Linked DNA regions of Mus musculus: region 1 is linked to region 2. A link is a contact called in public promoter capture Hi-C data. All regions are on one chromosome and are shown on one strand. The core of a region is the stretch at or near the end of the contact, and the rest is flanking DNA. Distances in the headings are between cores, read along the strand shown.

Evidence for each region. Capture Hi-C pulls out chosen DNA fragments and counts their contacts.
Region 1: a promoter capture Hi-C map of liver shows a contact between it and region 2. The contact joins two enhancer-like sites. A contact is called at or near these places in 4 of 9 other capture datasets (adipose tissue, embryonic stem cells, liver and 1 more).

Annotation. Positions count from the first base shown.
Region 1 is chr11:104,509,824-104,513,068 of GRCm38.p6, reverse strand. It overlaps Cdc27 (cell division cycle 27), which reads left to right. Exons shown (of 19, transcript NM_145436.2): 15 at 51-168; 16 at 2,770-2,898. Among named protein-coding and RNA genes, the nearest start is that of Cdc27, 39 kb to the left of the region's middle. Within about 2 kb of position 1,793, at least 8 of the 459 cell types and tissues checked have an H3K27ac peak or open chromatin away from gene starts, as enhancers often do. A contact at or near this core is called in liver, where this site is marked.
Region 2 is chr11:104,405,882-104,409,187 of GRCm38.p6, reverse strand. The region is part of intron 2 of Kansl1 (KAT8 regulatory NSL complex subunit 1); the gene reads left to right. Among named protein-coding and RNA genes, the nearest start is that of Kansl1, 35 kb to the left of the region's middle. Within about 2 kb of position 1,552, at least 4 of the 459 cell types and tissues checked have an H3K27ac peak or open chromatin away from gene starts, as enhancers often do. A contact at or near this core is called in liver, where this site is marked.

The DNA.
Region 1 (3,245 bases), core at 544-3,043, 100 kb before region 2:
TATGAAGCCAAAACTTGTGTCCTTAAAATCATACTTTCTTATAATTTCAGGTATGGTTTAGGAATGATTTATTACAAGCAAGAGAAGTTCAGCCTCGCAGAAATGCATTTCCAGAAAGCACTTGATATCAACCCTCAGAGTTCAGTTTTACTTTGCCACATTGGAGTAGTAAGTAATTTTGTAAACATTGCTGTTACCTCCCTATTAAGAGTTTAGGTGACTTAATGGTTGCTGCCTTGGAGAGTCAACTGTCTTGTTACTGAAGCAGGGTCTCAAGAGTCTTTGCAGCTTAGCCAGAGCCTTCGACTTATCGTGGGGAAATCTGCCTCTGCCTCATGGGGCTCAGGAGCCATAGATTTAGTCTTAAAACTGAGCACCCTCCCACCTACAGCCTAACACTTCTTAGAGGGAGGAGGAGGAGCAGGTGACTCACACTGAAGGTCATTCTCATCAAACAAAGCAAGTTTAAGGCCAGCTCGGAGCTACTGTGAGGCTCCAGATCCAGAGAGGAGGAGCTGGGGGAAGTCCCTGTGTTTGTATACTCTTTCTATTTGTTTTTTGTTTTGTTTTGGTGTGTGTGTGTGTGTGTGTCTCAGATGATGTTTTGTTTCGTTACTTAACTGATGCCCAGAGAAGCCAAAGGCATCAGGTCTCCTGAAGCTGGAGTTATAGACAGTTGTGAGCCACCTGACATGAGTGCTGGGACCAAACAAGCTGCACTTAGACAAAAGCATTGACCGTCTTTCCAGTGACTCATTTTGGGTTTTGTTTTGTTTTGAGACAGTTTTACATACTCCAGGCTGTAAGGTGTAATTGAGTGACACGGGATTCATGAACAAGTTCTTTGAACACAGGTTAATATTTAGAGGGTCATAATAATCCTTTAAAAGTGTGTTATCTGCTTTTCTTGTGAAGGGTAAAACCAAGTTTTACTTTTAGACTTCATGGTAATTATCTGCTGTAAAGATCAAATCATGGGGCTGGAGAAGTGGCTCAGTGGTTAAGCAGAGGACCCAAGTTTGGTACCTAGCATCTACTTCAGGCAGCTCACAACCGCCTGTAATTCCAGCTCCACACACACACACACACACACACACACACACACACACACACACACACACACACACACACACACACACACACACACACACAAGTAATTCAGAATCAATCTTTTTTAAAATATTGAATCATGAGTATCATCCTCGGCTTCCACTGGTGGGTTAGAAGTCTGAGGACCTAGGTTTTAATCCTGTAAGAAATTATTTAACATCTCTGGAGTTCAGGATGGTTTTTCGAGACAGGGTTTCTCTGTATAGCTCTGGCTGTCCTGGAACTCACTCTGTAGACCAGGCTGGCCTCGAACTCAGAGATCCGCCTGCCTCTGCCTTCCAAGTGCTGGGATTAAAGGCGTGCGCCACCACCGCCCGGCACAGGATGCTTTTTTAAAAAATTATTTTTTGGGGGGAGAGTCAGGGGACAGTCACATTGGTTCTTGTTCTACCTTACATGGGTGCATGGGTTCTGGGAATTGAACTATGATTAAGGTCTTCACCCACAGATGAGTTTTTCTGGCCCTCAGTGCTCTTTGAAATGGAGCACTTGCTAGACTTAGAAAAAATTACAGATAATATGTTAATCACTTTGTGTCTAATCTTTCTGTTGCTGTGATAAAATACCAAGACCAAGGCAACTTGGAAAGTGTTTAATTTGGCTACAGTTTCAGGGGATTAAAGTTCAGGGTGGTGGAGCAAAGGAACAAAAGAAACTGGGATGGACTGGTCTTTTGAAACCTCTAAGCCTGCCCTCAGTGACACCCCCTCCAACAAGACCAGGTCTCCCAATCCTATCCAAACAGCCCTACCAGTACTCAAACATGAATCGTTCTTGTTCTAAACAACACAGGTAGTAATGAATTACTTAGGACACTTAAACCCCTGTAGACAATCCAGTTAGATTACACAGCCTGATTGCTAAAAGTTTTATCTTCAAAACTTAGATATAGACTTGTAAGCTCTTTAAGTTAGGACAGATGATAGAGTGCTTTATTTGACAATTATAATGGACTGGATGTTAATTATATATTATAGTTTGTTATCTATACAATTGTTATGGTTATGTTCAATTTATATCTAAGAGAAGAGGTTTTTGGGTTTGTTTTTTAATTTGGACAGAAAAAGTGAGATAGATTCTAATGCTTGTCTTATTTTGGCTCCCAAAAAGCTGTGCTTCCAGCCCTGAGAGTCACTGCCCCCTGCTGGCTTCAGTTGATAATAAAGAATTGCCATACATCCAATGGCTGGGCTGGAAGACAGAGGCAGGACTTTTAGATTCCACAGGCAAGGGGCTGGGAGAAAGAGAGGAGAGAATCACAGGGCAGGAGAAAAATGAAACTTAAGGGCCTGCCGACGTGCAAGAATCCAGGAAAGTGGCCCTAGAGGTCACTTCCCCAGGTGGGTCTGAGGTAGCAGAGGTGAAATATAGATTTTAAAAGATATTAACTCGGGAATACCGGAGGGCGGCGTTTGCTAGCCTCAGGGAAATTTAGAAGTGCCATTGAGCTTCTAGCCATTAAGCTTCAAGCCATTGACTAACCCTTGAGCTGGCTAGTCAAGGCATATCAAATGAACTGTGTCTTTCATTTGAGAATCCAGAGGGCTCTGACAGGTGGCTACAAGAGCGACCTGCTGGGAGCCAAAGCCAATTCTTCGCCACAGGTTTAAATTATCGGCTTTCTTCATTAATATCAAGACGAGTCTTTATTTCTTACAGGTTCAGCATGCACTAAAGAAGTCTGAGAAGGCTTTGGATACCCTAAACAAAGCCATTGTTATCGATCCCAAGAACCCTCTATGCAAATTTCACAGAGCCTCGGTTTTATTTGCAAATGAAAAATACAAGGTGAGATTTATATCAGTTTCTTCCACACTGTATTATGTCTCTTTAAAAAAAAAACAAAAACAGTCTGAAGAGATGGCTCAGCAGTTAAGAGCATTGACCCTTCTAGAGGTCCTGAGTTCAAATCCCAGCAACCACTTGGTGGCTCACAACCATCTGTAATGAGATCTGACACCCTCTTCTGGTGTGTCTGAAGCAGTTTCAGTGTACTCACATATAATAAATAAGTCTTTAAAAAAAAAATAAAACAAACTTCAAGGCCAGCCTGGCTTACATAGTGAGTTCCTAGATAGCCAGGGCTACATAGAGAGATCTTGTCTCAAAAAAAACAAAAATTAAAAGCCACATGT
Region 2 (3,306 bases), core at 303-2,802:
ATAACACCCAATTGTGAACTGCCATATGGGTGTTTGGAACTCAATCAAGCATCCATGTTGTAATAACAAAGCCGTCTAGACGAATCTGATGCACGTTTTGAAAACCATCTTTTAAAGGCAAAAAAAGAGGATACCATTTATATCTTTTGTGTTATTTAAAACTCTTAAGGGAGCCGGGCGTGCTGGCCTTTAATCCCAGCACTTGGGAGGCAGAGGCAGGCAGATTTCTGAGTTCAAGGCCAACCTGGTCTACAGAGTGACTTCCAGGACAGCCAGGGGCTATACAGAGAAACCCTGTCTCGGAAAAAAAAAAAAAAAAAAAAAAAACAGAACAAAACAAAAAAACTTTTAAGGGGCGTGGCCCGTGGTGATGCCCTGGGAATAAACCCATCCATCCCCCTGCGGGGGTGGGGGGAACCTCTTAAATTCAGAAGGAAGAGTATTGTAGGTTTCACGGTTGCTCTAAAGGCTAGGATCATTCTTCATCTCTTATGCAACAAAGGTAATAAGCTGTCTAATAAGTTAGAGTAGTGTCAAAAAAATGCTGTGTGGCTTGCCACTTAAGTTGTCCTTCCGTGTGCTTAATTCATGCTCTCTGCCTCATTATTTTGAGGTTTGATTGTTTTTACTATCTTTGTGTATTGGTGTTTTGTTCTGCCTGGTTATATATGTACCACATACATGTGATGCCCACAGAGACCAGAATGAGCACGGGGTCCTATGAAACCGCTACTTAGTGCTGGGACTGGATCAGTTCTTCTGGAAGAGCAGCAGATGCGGTACTCATAACCAAACTGAGCCATCAACAACCCCAAGAACATATTTTCATTCCCACACTGGTTCAGATCCTATTAGAGAAAGAATTTACATGGTGATACTTAAGTGTTTGTGGTGTTTGGGCAGTTGAAATATTTAAAAAGGATTATGTAGGTGGGACTGGGGGGTCTAGAGGGATATGCACTATACCACACTGACTGTATTTCACCTATTTATTTCACCTTTTAGATCAAGTGAGAAAAATACTTCATGTTTGTAAAAACGGCCTTATTGAAAAGAATTCATATATAGTTCACTGTCCTCTCTTTTGTTTTCTTTGAGATAGTATAGCCCAGGCTGTACATTGCCAAATACTGACTTTAAAAACAAAAAAAAAAAAAACAAAAAAAAACAAAACTATTTGCTCATGTCCAAATCATTACCCCACCCCCTCTCCTTTCTGAATTCCAGGGATAGAACTCAAATTGTCAAGTGTGGTGGCAAGTACCTTTCCTTGCTGTCTCTCAAGTCACATTCACTCTTCTTTCACTCACTCACTCGGAGACAGCTTAGCCTAAAACTCAGGATTCTTTTGCCCATTCTCTTGGGTACTGGAATTATAGGCATGTACCACCATGCCAGGCTGGTTATTATTTTTTAAAATTGATGTGTGACTATAATTCATGTCATATCACCTTTCAAAATGCATAATAGGGGCTAGCGAGGTATCTCAGTGGGCAAAGGCATTTATTCCTAAGCCTAAATGGCCTGAGTTTGATTCCCCAGGACCTACGTGGAGGAGATCCAAATCCTGCAAACAATTGCCCTTTGATCTCAACACACATCCACAAATCCCTCTGCCTTAGCAAATAAATGTTTAACACACAGTTTATTTTTATTTGCAAAGTTTTATAACTCTGCAACAATTGCAATGTTCTAGAAGATTCACAATGTTCTAGAAGATTTCACTATTTGTAAATAAACATCATATTCCAGTAAGCAAAGCAGTGTTCTTTCTCCACTTCCCTTGGGCCATGATTGATTTTCTGTCTGAATAGATTTGCTTCTAGACATTTCACACAAATGGAATGATGGTACTATCCTTTGCTGCCTAGTTATTTTCATCTGGCATGGTTCTTTTAACAGTTATGAATAATATTGACTATATTAGTACTTAATTATTTACTGTTTTTTTTGTAGTTTGAGACAGGGTCTCATTGCATGACCTTGGCTGGTCTGGAACTCTATATAAACCAGTAAATCATAGAACTCTGCCTGCCCCTGCCTCCTGAATGCTGGGATTTAAGGCATGTGCTACCACAGCCAGCTACTTTTTGATCCAAGAGTACTTCAGTATGTGGTTCTGCCACATTTTGTTTGTTCATCTTTTGATATGCTTTGACATATTTCCACCTTTGTCTATACAAACAATATTGATATGACAATTCATATACAGTGTGAACATGTTTCTGTTTGTGCTTGTACCTAGGAGTACAATTAATTATGAATTGTAGAGTAAGTTGTGTTTAACTTTTAAAAACTGTATTCTGAAGCTGTTCTATCATTTTACATTCTGATTAACTGTGAATGCGAATCCCAGTTTCTGCACACCCTTTACACTGCTAATCTACTGTCTGCTGTGCTAGCAGCTATGAGGAGACTAGTACAGAGTAGGATGTTTAGATCAAGACAAAATAGCCAGGGCTGGAGAGATGGCTCAGGGGTTAAGAGCACTGACTGCTCTTCTGAAGGTCCTGAGTTCAAATTCCAGCAACCACATGGTGGCTCACAACCATTCGTAATGACATCTGACAACCTCTTCTAATATGTCTGAAGACAGCTACAGTGTACTTAGATATAGTAATGAATAAATCTTTAAAAAAAAAAAAGACAAAATAGCCTAACCACATTTCTAAAAATGCATGCTCATTACGCAGCAATACTTACTGTAGTTCATCTGTTTTTCCTTGTCCTTTTTGCCTTTTGTGTCCTGAGAGAGTTTTGCCTAGCATAAGGTCATGAGAAATTTGTGCTTTATGTTCTCTTCCAGGAAGTTTGGAGATTAATGTTTTTAACTTATCTAGGTCTATGATTCATGTTGAGTTTGTTGAATGTGTATTAAAAATACTTTCTTCTTTTGCAAGTGTTTCAGAGTAGAAATTACTGTTGAGGCATAAATTTTAAAATTGAGGGTGGTTGTATGAGCCTTATATTTCAAGGAAACCCTTATCAACAAAATTGCCTGTTTTCTAGGACTACCTCAAAATGAAGAAGAAATTCTGAATTTTTTTTAATTTCTTTTTTAATATTACTCTCTTAAATGTATTATAGACTCTTTATGTGTGTGGCCAATTCAAGATCTTACCTATCTTGCATTGACCTGATTCATTTAAGTTGCTATGGGAGATTTTTACTTGAATACTTTTTAAAAATTGAGTTCATTTTTATTGTATTTTGGACAGTGTTTTCTAAGAATCATTTCCATTGAAGAGTTAGTTTGCAAAGTCAAAAGATGTATACAAGACAGGAGAAAAGGAAGGAAGTTCACAT